Linked DNA regions of Mus musculus: region 1 is linked to region 2. The links are chromatin contacts, called in public Hi-C maps. All regions are on one chromosome and are shown on one strand. The core of a region is the stretch at or near the end of the contact, and the rest is flanking DNA. Distances in the headings are between cores, read along the strand shown. Region 1 overlaps Gm41534 (a long non-coding RNA gene). Region 2 overlaps Gm41534 (a long non-coding RNA gene).

Evidence for each region. Hi-C and Micro-C count contacts between places; a contact is called where the count stands out from the background.
Region 1: a contact with region 2 is called in a Hi-C map of adipose-derived mesenchymal stem cells, with 2.5 times the contacts expected there. The contact joins two enhancer-like sites. A contact is called at or near these places in 2 of 484 Hi-C or Micro-C datasets (adipose-derived mesenchymal stem cells and granulosa cells).

Annotation. Positions count from the first base shown.
Region 1 is chr17:16,479,039-16,484,272 of GRCm38.p6, reverse strand. The region is part of intron 3 of Gm41534 (a long non-coding RNA gene); the gene reads right to left. Among named protein-coding and RNA genes, the nearest start is that of Gm41534, 250 kb to the right of the region's middle. Within about 2 kb of position 2,307, at least 21 of the 459 cell types and tissues checked have an H3K27ac peak or open chromatin away from gene starts, as enhancers often do. A contact at or near this core is called in adipose-derived mesenchymal stem cells, where this site is marked.
Region 2 is chr17:16,336,500-16,342,061 of GRCm38.p6, reverse strand. The region is part of intron 2 of Gm41534 (a long non-coding RNA gene); the gene reads right to left. Among named protein-coding and RNA genes, the nearest start is that of Gm41534, 100 kb to the right of the region's middle. Within about 2 kb of position 1,726, at least 51 of the 459 cell types and tissues checked have an H3K27ac peak or open chromatin away from gene starts, as enhancers often do. A contact at or near this core is called in adipose-derived mesenchymal stem cells, where this site is marked.

The DNA of each region.
Region 1 (5,234 bases), core at 1,058-3,557, 140 kb before region 2:
TCAGAACAGTCTAAAACTTACCCTGTCAACTTTAGTTTTAAATTCTCTTATCATCCCTATTAGGATTATGAGTCATGAGCTATCACACCCAGCAACAACTATGTTCTTATCTTACCTTGAAATAGCATGTAACTGAAAGCAACATGGCTGACCTTGGTCGAAAAATCATCAAAATTGTTTATATCTAGTATGTTTGAAAAAGAAATGGAAATTCACAGAAAATCTGTTTGGGCACCTAAATCCATGTGCAAGAAATCAAAGGACATAAAGAAAATACTTTGAGATTCCAATTTGTGGTTGCACATTCAGGATTTGATAGGGTTATTAAGCATACCACAGTATCTATTAAGCACTGACCTTTGCCACAGAAACTTGGCATTAACTGTTCTCTTCAGGAAACAGATACAATAAGAAAGCCTCTGCTTTCTGTTAGATTCATACAGAATATTGAGCTGCTCCAGTCATGTTTGTCATAGCTGTCCAAATATAGACTGTGGGAAAACATGATAAATTATGATTGAAGTGGAAAGGCTAATTGATATTAATTAAGTGGTCTAAAATTTAATTTCAATTAAATCATTCTTAATGAGCTTCCTGGTGATTTAGCAATTCTTCCTTTTGTTTATCATATTACTGTGAGAAAACCATAATGATACAAGAAAAAATATAGCATAAGGAAAGTCACATACTCTGATGAAATTGTAAATATATTATTATCTTTCTGCTTTAAAATCTTCAACAATGAACTTGGCACATGTCCATTTTCTATTACACTCCAACTGTGTATTATTATACTCCAGTCATGTTTGTCATAGCTGTTCAAATATAGACTGCCATCAAATTATAGTACTCTAGTATTTGGACAAGCAATATCCTTCCTCAATTTTGTCACTCTTTCCCTTTCCCTTTCGGCATTAATTTCTTTGAAAATATATGGAGAATGGTCTTTCTTTTCCAGAAATTACGTTCACGGATCACTACTTTGTGCAACTCATCCTAGGCTATGATTATCTTCTCATACTAGGCTATGATTATCTCTGTAAAAAGTGCTATTTCCTAATATCAAATTTCATATCTCCTCACTTGTACAATCTGTGATTATTAAACTCGAATTAAACCTAGCATCAATTTTGAGTATCAAAAATACATACTACTTAGTATATTTGTGTCATTGATATATCAATAAACACAACTTTTCACAAACTTAAATATGTATTAAAACTACAGTCTATGCACACACACACACACAGAGATTGAGAGAGAGAGAGAGAGAGAGAGAGAGAGAGAGAGAGAGAGGAACAGACATAGCCAATCATGCTACAATACAAGCTCATAGTGCCTGTTTGATAATGTTTATTGAGTAAATAGATGAAAGAGGAAAAACTCTTCTTTTTCTGCCTTTAATGTTCAATAATTGTAACAATCTTAGATAAATAATTCTTTAAAGTGAAATGATGTCAAATGGATTTACATGCACATATTAACAGTTTTTCAATTCTAATATGTGTGATGATTATACAATTCTCTCTCTCTCTCTCTCTGAGACTAGGTCTCAATATTAAATAGTATTGGCTGTTCTGAAACTTGTTATATAGACTAGGCTGGGACTCGTACAATTCAGCTGTCTCAGCCTCCTGAATACTGGGATTAAAAGTGTGTGCTACCATGCCTAACATTATATAGTTCCTTCTTATACTTAAATACATGAGAATGAGGTAAATGGTAGAAAACTAAGAATGATTTGGGAAATATTTAGAAAAAACAAACAAACATATAAACAAACAAAACCAAGATAACCTTACTCTTTTTCTGCATTAGGATGAGAGGTATATAATTTTGCTAATTCTTAAATGTGAACAAAAGCTTTAATTGCTATCTATTAAACATAAGTAAATTAAAAGAAAGATAAGAGAAACAAGAGGAAAAGCCTATAACGAGAAATCTGGGAGCAAGGTTCATCTTAATGATTCCTAGGATAGTTTGCCTTGCAGAATATGTGTGTCTTGAGGAAATGTTAATTCAGGAAGTTGCTTCTTGATTGCACTAACGGGCCCACTTATACAATCAAACATGGTTAAATGCTTCAATGCCTGAAATGAATATCTACCACCTTCCGGGGAACATAAGTAATATGTGTGAATACATATTTTCATGAAAGATCTCTACATTCTTGGGAAATATACTACAAAAAGAAACAGCAGCCCTCAGAAAAAGAAAGCCTTCAATACGGGATGCATATGACAGATCCTTCACAATGTGTTGCATCCATTACATTGACTTAACTGAGTCACCTTCCTCTAACTCCACAAAATGAAGAGATATTGGCAGTAGCTAGGATGACTCATGACCACAGTAACATATTTCACAAACATCCTCTGGGGCATGGGCCACAATCTATGAGATAACAGCTATTATCCTATAAACCAAGAGCCCTTCGAAACAAAGATTCTAAAGCAAAAAGAAGCTACACTCTCTATAGCTCTCCTGTTTAATTCATAATGCTTACGAGTACCACTTTAACTGCATAATCAGAGCTTTGTCTCTTATGGTATAGTATCAGGATAAAAAATGTTTCTATTTCATATTATTCTTTTCTAAAATATCCTCCCACATATTTAATAGATTTAAATTATTTTCATATGCCTTAAAGATGCTTTATATTTACTTGGTCTTGTAATTTTCACTTCAATATGAAAATATTGACTTAAAATTAAAATAGAGTCCTAAAACCCAATGACATAATTGCAATTATTTTAGATAAAAATAATTAAAGCATCTGCACAATCATAAAAATGTATAGTTATCATGCTTATTTTAACTATCTAAAGCATTATTTACTTTAAAACATGTGAATCCTGAGAATTCTATCATGAAAAATTACCCTTTTTTCTGTTTTCCTAGACATAAAAAGATTTTGAGAGAAACAAATTTTCAGTAAATCTGATAAACCGACATTTCTATAAACTTGTTCATCCTTATTTTTAGATTTGACAATCACATTTAATTTAAAAATTTTGTATAGTAGAATCATGGCAGTTATCAAACTAATTAAACTTATAAACCAAAGGGATTATTTAAGTTGTGAAATTGGTAGGATAGAACTAATATGGTACATAATAACAGTGTTGATTCCTACATAACAGCTTCTATCTATGACAGTTCCTCTAAATCTATCAATCTTTGTAGTCAGGAGGGTTGACCTATAAAGACAACATATAAGGTTTCATTTGCCCCTCTATTTCTAGGCCAAATACCACCAGCTCATTCCAGAAGAGAAAGTGTAATGAGAACATGACCTTTAAAATATGGGCTTTTCAAAGATATTTGCTTCCAAATCCCAGAACTAGTGGATTTTGTGCCATGCATGTTCAGAAAAACATTGAAGATATGACTTAAGTGACAGATTCTTCAGAAAGAGTATTATTCTGTACTTTCTCCCTAGTTTTAATATGCTCACAAGGTTCTTGTCAAGAGGAATATGGAAAAGTCAAACTCAGAATGAGAAAATGAAAGAGGAAGTGACATGAGGTTAGAAATCAGACTGAAGGGAAGGCCATCCAGAGACTGCCCCACCTGGGGATCCATCCCATATACAGACACGAAACTCATATGCTATTGTGGATGCCAAGAAGTACTTGCTGACAGGATCCTGATATAGCTGTCTCTTGAGAGTCTCTGCCAGAGCCTGACAAGTACAGAAGCAGATGCTCATAGCCAATCATTGGGCTGAGCACGGGGTCCCCAATGAAGGAACTAGAGAAATGACTGAAGGAGCAGAAGGGGTTTGCAACCCCATAGGAAGAACAGCAGTATCAACCAACCATACTCCCCAGAGCTCCCAGGGATTAAACTACCAACCCAAAAGTACACATGGGAGGGGGGAGCCATGGCTCCAGCACATATGTAGCAGAGGATGGCCTTGTCAGGCATCAACAGGAGGAGAGGCTCTTGGTTGTATGAAGGCTCGATGTCCCAATGCAGGGGAATGTCAGGGCAGGGAGGCAGGAGTGGGTGGGGGGAGGAGCACCTTCATAGATGTAGGGGGAGGGGAGTGGAATAGGGGGGATTCCAGAGGGGAAATGGGGAAAATGGGATAACATTTGAAATGTTAATAAATAAAATATCCAATAAAATATAAAATAAAATTTAAAAAAATTAAAAATCAGAGAGATAAAAATTCATATATTATAATAGTATGATGCTATAATTTTTTAGTCTGGTGAGACCCATGCAAGATTGTTTATTCCCCAGAATTATAAGATAAATGTATATTCTGTAAGCCACTATGTGCGTTTGTTATAGCAGCATCCCAAAACACATATGTAAGGAAAGGCAAGCATTGTTTCTCTCCCTATCCCTGTAGTATTGACACCAGGTGAATGATGTCCTATGATGAAGGCTACAGCTGGAGTTACCTAGTCTGTTCCACTGCAGTAGTGCTTGTAGAATCCACTGACCATTCCACTCCACCCCCTTAAGGTTCAGGACTATTCTGCACATTCTTTGTGTTTTTTAGCTCTGCTCAAACCTATTCAAGTAATCTATCAAACCACTTATTTTGAGAGTGTAAAATTTTTCCTGCTGAGACAATGAAACCTTGTAATATATTTATAATTATAAATAATGCTCAATATAACTTATTGAAATTGGTTTTCCTAATTGTTAGTCTGCACACTTTATTTATATCTATATTTTATGGAACTTTCTGTTTTCAAATATATTTGTTCAAATTCATTTATTCAGTCTTGGAAGAAATGACACATAGATGAAGATATGAACTATAAAAATGAGAAGTAATCAAGATCTATCAGACAAAAATAAAACATGTATATGAGTTCTATGGTGTAAAGTCAAGATAATAGTTCCTACCTAATGAGAGAAACTTCAACACAGAGAATAACGCAAAGACTGTTGTAGAAACTAGAATTGCAGATCATAATGATCTACTTGAATGGATTTCTTTAAATATGGTAAAAATGCTGTTATTGTATGACCTAAATAATAAATCCCATGATCTATTTTTAGGTCAACAATTTTGATGACATATTATTACATGAAAAGAATTAGGTTTGTTTCCAGTCTTTTGAGTAATCTCCAGACTGATTTTCAGAGTGTTTGTATCAGTTTGCAATCCTACCAGCAATGGAGGCGTGTTCGTTTTTCTTCACATCTTTGCCAATATGTGCTGTCATCTGAGGTTTTGATGTTAGCCATTGTGACTGATGTAAGGTGGA
Region 2 (5,562 bases), core at 477-2,976:
AAAGAAAGAAAGAAAGAAAGAAAGAAAGAAAGAAAGAAAGAAAGGAAGGAAGGAAGGAAGGAAGGAAGGAAGGAAGGAAGGAAGGAAGGAAGGAAGGAAGAAAGGAAGGAAGGAAGAAAGAAAGGAAGAAGAAAGTACTAAGTATCAAGTGCTAATACTTCACTTAGTTCATTTTCTTCAGGGCTTCTCTTACTGGTTGCTTGGCGATTATAAAATGGCCACTATTCTGAACAAGCATGATACCTTCATTTGTGAAGCAATTGTTCATGACCAAATTTTTGACCAGACACTGGGACTGCTGACATAATTGAAACACAGCTGACATGTCTCAAGAGTGTGATGTGCTGATCCAGGACACTCCACACTGCTTTCTTTCACCCAGATATTTAGATAATAGTCCATGAGGTGCCTTTCTCAACACAAGACTTGAGAGCTTCATTTCCTCGGTATAGCTCTCACATTCAAGCTGTCTGGAGCATAAGCTCTGCATGTGAGATCTGTGTTATGGCAAAAGAAGATGCAGGGAGTCAGTTATTCTGAAAGGTCAAGAATGATGAATTACCTCTTTCTAGAATTTTTTTCAAACCATGACTTCCTACCTATATTTTGGTCTACAGAGTCAAGTCCTCCATACATGAGACCTAAGAAGTTCTGATTCAAGTGACAGTCTATACCTATCAGGTTATCCTTGTAAATATTTAGGTTTGACAAAAACCAACTGAGATTGATTCAATTTGTATGCAGTTTTGTTTTTTTGGTTTGTTCTATATTTGGATGTGGATGGAATGCAGGGTTTCCTCATATATGCTTCATAAGCATTCTAATATTAAGTTATATCCCATGTTCTTATATTTATATCTTACTCTATATAGGAATTAAATGCATACTATTGTATATATATTTTTTATATAGTCACAAGTCCCTACTATGTACAATACATTATGAAAAGATTTCTTCTATCAACATATTGTCAGAGATATTGATGGAAGGTATATTCATACAGACACAAATGTGTTACTGCATATACATGTATAATAATATCACACATCTTACAGGTTCAGTTTACTCAGAGGGCACCAGCAACATTCTCCATATACTTGAAAACCTTTATTTCATTAAAAGAATCTGCCATTGGATCCTATTAACATACTCCAATAGAAACCATATCTAATAAATATATGTCTACTTCTTATTGAATCTTTATAGTCCTTGTGGCTTCCAAAATCTGAAAGATTTAGATTTTTTAAAAAGACACTGCAGATATGGTACTAGTTCCTCGGATCCCCCCGGTTCTTTGCTCTCTTCTTCTTCCACCTGCCTCTCCAACCTCCATACTAGCTTGATCCAGACAGCCAGAGCCTATACTTTGTGTTGTACGCACTCTAAGCCTTGAGCTCTGTTCACCTCTGTTACAGAAGTGTCTGTGATTTGAACCATCAGCATGGTCATTTGTGGGGTGTGTGTGTGTGTGTGTGTGTGTGTGTGTGTGTAAAAGTGTGTGTAAAGGTGTGCACTGAAGGTAGCCTCACATTATCACAAGTCTCTCAATAGTAATTTAAAAAGAACCAGTGTCTTCTGCTTGCGAGTAGCTATCTTTCTGTCTCATTGTGGATCTCTGTCTTCTGATGTAGTCAGTTTTTATATAATATAGACACTCAGACTCCCAGAGTGTAGGATGTTTGTAACACATTTTCTATGAGTCACTGTGCACAGGGAGGTTTTCTAATGAGTAACACAGTCATGTCATTCTGAGTTCACTTCAGCTCACATCCACAGTGACCTTGCAAAAAGTCTCATTTGGAGTGTTTTGTTTTGGTTAGGATCTTGTGTTTTCTGTGCTTTATTTTTTTATCATTCAAGTGAGAATAAAAGTTCTTATTTTATAACTATATGGCTCCTTCTGGGAAATCTGCCTTCTCTGCATCAGACTTTACACCCCATTTGTTTTACTTAGTCATCCTATTTTCCCTGTGTCTGTATTTATCTGAATAAGTAAGTCATCTTTCCTCAGGGCTGCAAGACTTTTCACTCAAATCTCTAAAGACTGATTATACTATCCCGAAGTGAGCACAAGCATTGGCCAGCATTTATAACTCCCTGGCAACGCAAAACAGATGGCTAAGGAAATCAGATGCATTATCTCATAGACTTAGCTAATCTCAAAATTATGAGTCCTTTTGGATGTGTGAGCTGAATATGGAGGCAGCTGTAGAGTGACACATTAAAGCTGATACGATTGCTTTTTGCTTCATCCTCCAACGACCCATAAATCTTGAGCTGAGCTTCACAGGAAGTAGGGGTCATTGGGTCGTTAGGAAGATGGGCTATAGCTTGTGTTTACTTTTCAAAGGAATGTAAAACATAGGAGCTACTCAACCATTTCTACATAGTCACCATTTTCCAAATGAAAATTATGTAGAAAAACTAAGTTTTTAAAAACACTGATTTTAAGATTAAACTCATGAGGAAATATTGTAAGTAAAATTAATCAAACAGAAAACTGTATTTTCAAATGATCTACAAGTATTATCAGCTCATTAAAAGAAAATCCTCAGTGTTTTCATGATTCAACATATTATTAGTATCATTGTTAAAACTTCATGGGGTTCATAACTCTTAGCATACTCTGAGAAGAATGCTGTAACAAGAGAGTTCCAAGGTAGTGAATTCTGCATCTATAGTAACATAAATTACATAAGGCAGACTCCTGCAAACAAAACCAAATTTAAGTCTGGTTATTCTTTTTCCAGTTATTTAATGCATGCACAGATATATATTAATAACTTCTCCAATATAGCAAGAATCTAAATTATAATTTCCAAGAATAAACTATTTAACAACAGTTTTTATCTACAAACTGTGTGGCAAAGCATGCATGTTGTTTTCATTATTTATTATAGTTAATGTATGAAAGTGAGCTTAAATAGGGATTGAATTATTCTTTCTTTACTTTGAGTATGTGAACAATTTTTCTCATGGTAAAGAAAAGTTTCTGGAAAAGAAGTTATATATATGTCAACTACTGGATAAAAGTTGGAGAAAAGTCACACATAAGACAGCTTAGAGTCTGCTGTGGTACAGACTCAAGAGAAAGTCAACCTTCTGTCACAGGACATCTGGGGACAGAGTGTGCAAGGGTGAGCACTGAGACTTTCTGAAAAATCATTTAATTTTTGAACTTGGCTAGATAGAGTCCTTTCATGATTCTATAGCAATATGGGTGAGAAAAGAGATGATGGGCAGGTCTGTGCTGCCCCATTGCTTGGTCTTTCAAATTTTTCTAGAGAGCACTGAGCACAGATCACTCATCGATGATTTACATACTGAATGATGATCTCTCAATAATAATTTGATAATACTGAAGACTGAGACACATTTCTATTTTGTTTTTAGAACTTAAATTTACTGCATTATATGTATTTGCTATTTGTATGTGTGTAAAAACAAAGGCAGTAATACCATTTTTAACTAAGGCTCACTTCTTGTTGTAAACAGCTTTCAAAACAGTCTCCATCTCCTCTTCAGATAAGTAGTGGTTCATTTACGTGGTATTTCTGGAAATTCCAAATCTATGTGACCAGGACCACATGAGATTACTGAAAATATGTCACTTCCTAGATTACATTTCTGAAGTTGAAAGTTGTATGGACCTCCCTGGTAAAGATTGCTATCTACAAACTACAAAAGACCACAGAGAGCTAGGAAGCTGATCTAGTCTCAGTGGTGAAGGGCAGCCACAAATGGAACATGATTACAACTTCAGACAAGAACTTGAACCAGAACCATGTATCTCCAGCACTTCAAATTTTCAGAAATACTTATATTATACTTTTTGATATCATAAATACTTGTATTATACTATCAATTCTGTAATGGTTGGATTTGACCAATAGATAACGAATGTAGACATTTTACTCTTGAGCCCTGTCCTTTTTATCCTATAACTCTTAGCAAGAATTCATCTGAACATATCATTAAGCTGGTGAGTTACAAAAATACTTTCTTTCTTTCTTTCTCTCTGTCTCTGTCTGTCTCTCTGTCATTCATATATACACATACACATACACACACATATACATATACATGCTTTTAGCCTTTGCTTTGGGTTCCAACACTGAGAAGAAAAAGTATATAGGATCCCCACTGTCCCGTTACTATTCAGGAAGCTATCTCCAATTAACAACTGCTTGCAAAGGAAAAATTAGTTTTCTCCAATAGAGTCTCACTGTATTCAAACAATACTTAAGAGTGGGCCTCATGCCCAGCAGGCTAGCTACTCGTTGCATGTCTACTTAGATAGCATTATCTCACTTATATGTAGATTATGAAAATATGCTTTCAAAGAAATTGAGAATAGAGTGATGCTTATTTTTTGCAAAGGGGAAGGAGGGGAGACATTAGTCAATGGGTACTAAGAAATGAGAGTAAGACATTCTGGTACACTACTGCATAGTTAAAAAGTCTATAAAGGACAATAACTTACCACACATTTGTCAAAAGATAGATGCTTGAAGAATTTGAAAAGCTGTAAGAAAGTAGATTATTTAAAGGTACAAAAATAAATGAACAGCTCAGTAAGCCAGGTGTGGAAGTATGCCTATAATCCTTTATAATCTAAAAAGCTGAGGCTGATGGATTGCACTTCAAAGACAGCTAGACAATACAAGGAGTTATCATATCTCCAAAGAAAATAAAATCAATTAAGAAAAGATTTAGAATAATATGCAGCTAATTAAAAAATCTCATTGTGGCAAATATCAGTTTGTAAGAGAGCACATCCAAGTTAATCTATTTGCATGAAATGATGGGGGTGGAGTGAAGAAATGTGAAGTGCAGTGTAGAAGTCATGGGTAGCATGCATAGAATTTTACTAAACACAGGACTCTGTTTTACTGAACTTTGAATCCCCAAAACAAAAGCTAAAAGCCTCTGCAGAGGAATGCCTCTGGTCATTTGCTCTTGAGCTCAAATGTTTCTCTACCCTGGGTCGATGACTTGGAAGTGGTAGTCTCATTACACACTTTAAATGGAAAACCAACAAGTTGAAGCAAAATAATGTCAAGACTTAGTCACATGCAAAACCCAAATATTTTTTATTGGTAGTCTATATTCCTCTTTGGTCATCAGAATAAATTGTATTTTCCAAGGTCTCTTGCAATTAAATAGAGGCATAAGAATGGGTTTTAGACATTGGAATGTAGGATCCATGACACATAGATCACTGCCTTAAAACTTCCTATGTGAGGTTCTCCATACACATTAGCCCTCTACCTCATACAGAACTTAAGTGATGGTACAATATTGCCTGCTTTAATCACTACCTAAACCGGAAACACCTCTTTAAGACCACTTGTAATAAATATTGTACCAAATTACTGATAAGATTATTGTAGTAACTGTTTACATAGTCTAACTAACATAAGTAATTACAGCTAAACCAAAAACTTAAAAGGTGATGATTAGCTGGTAGCTCTTGGGAATGCATGCTTGAAATAAAAATAGATGCCTTCTTAATTTCTATTTACTTGTATTTCATGACCTAAACATGTGCTAAGGTTTTCC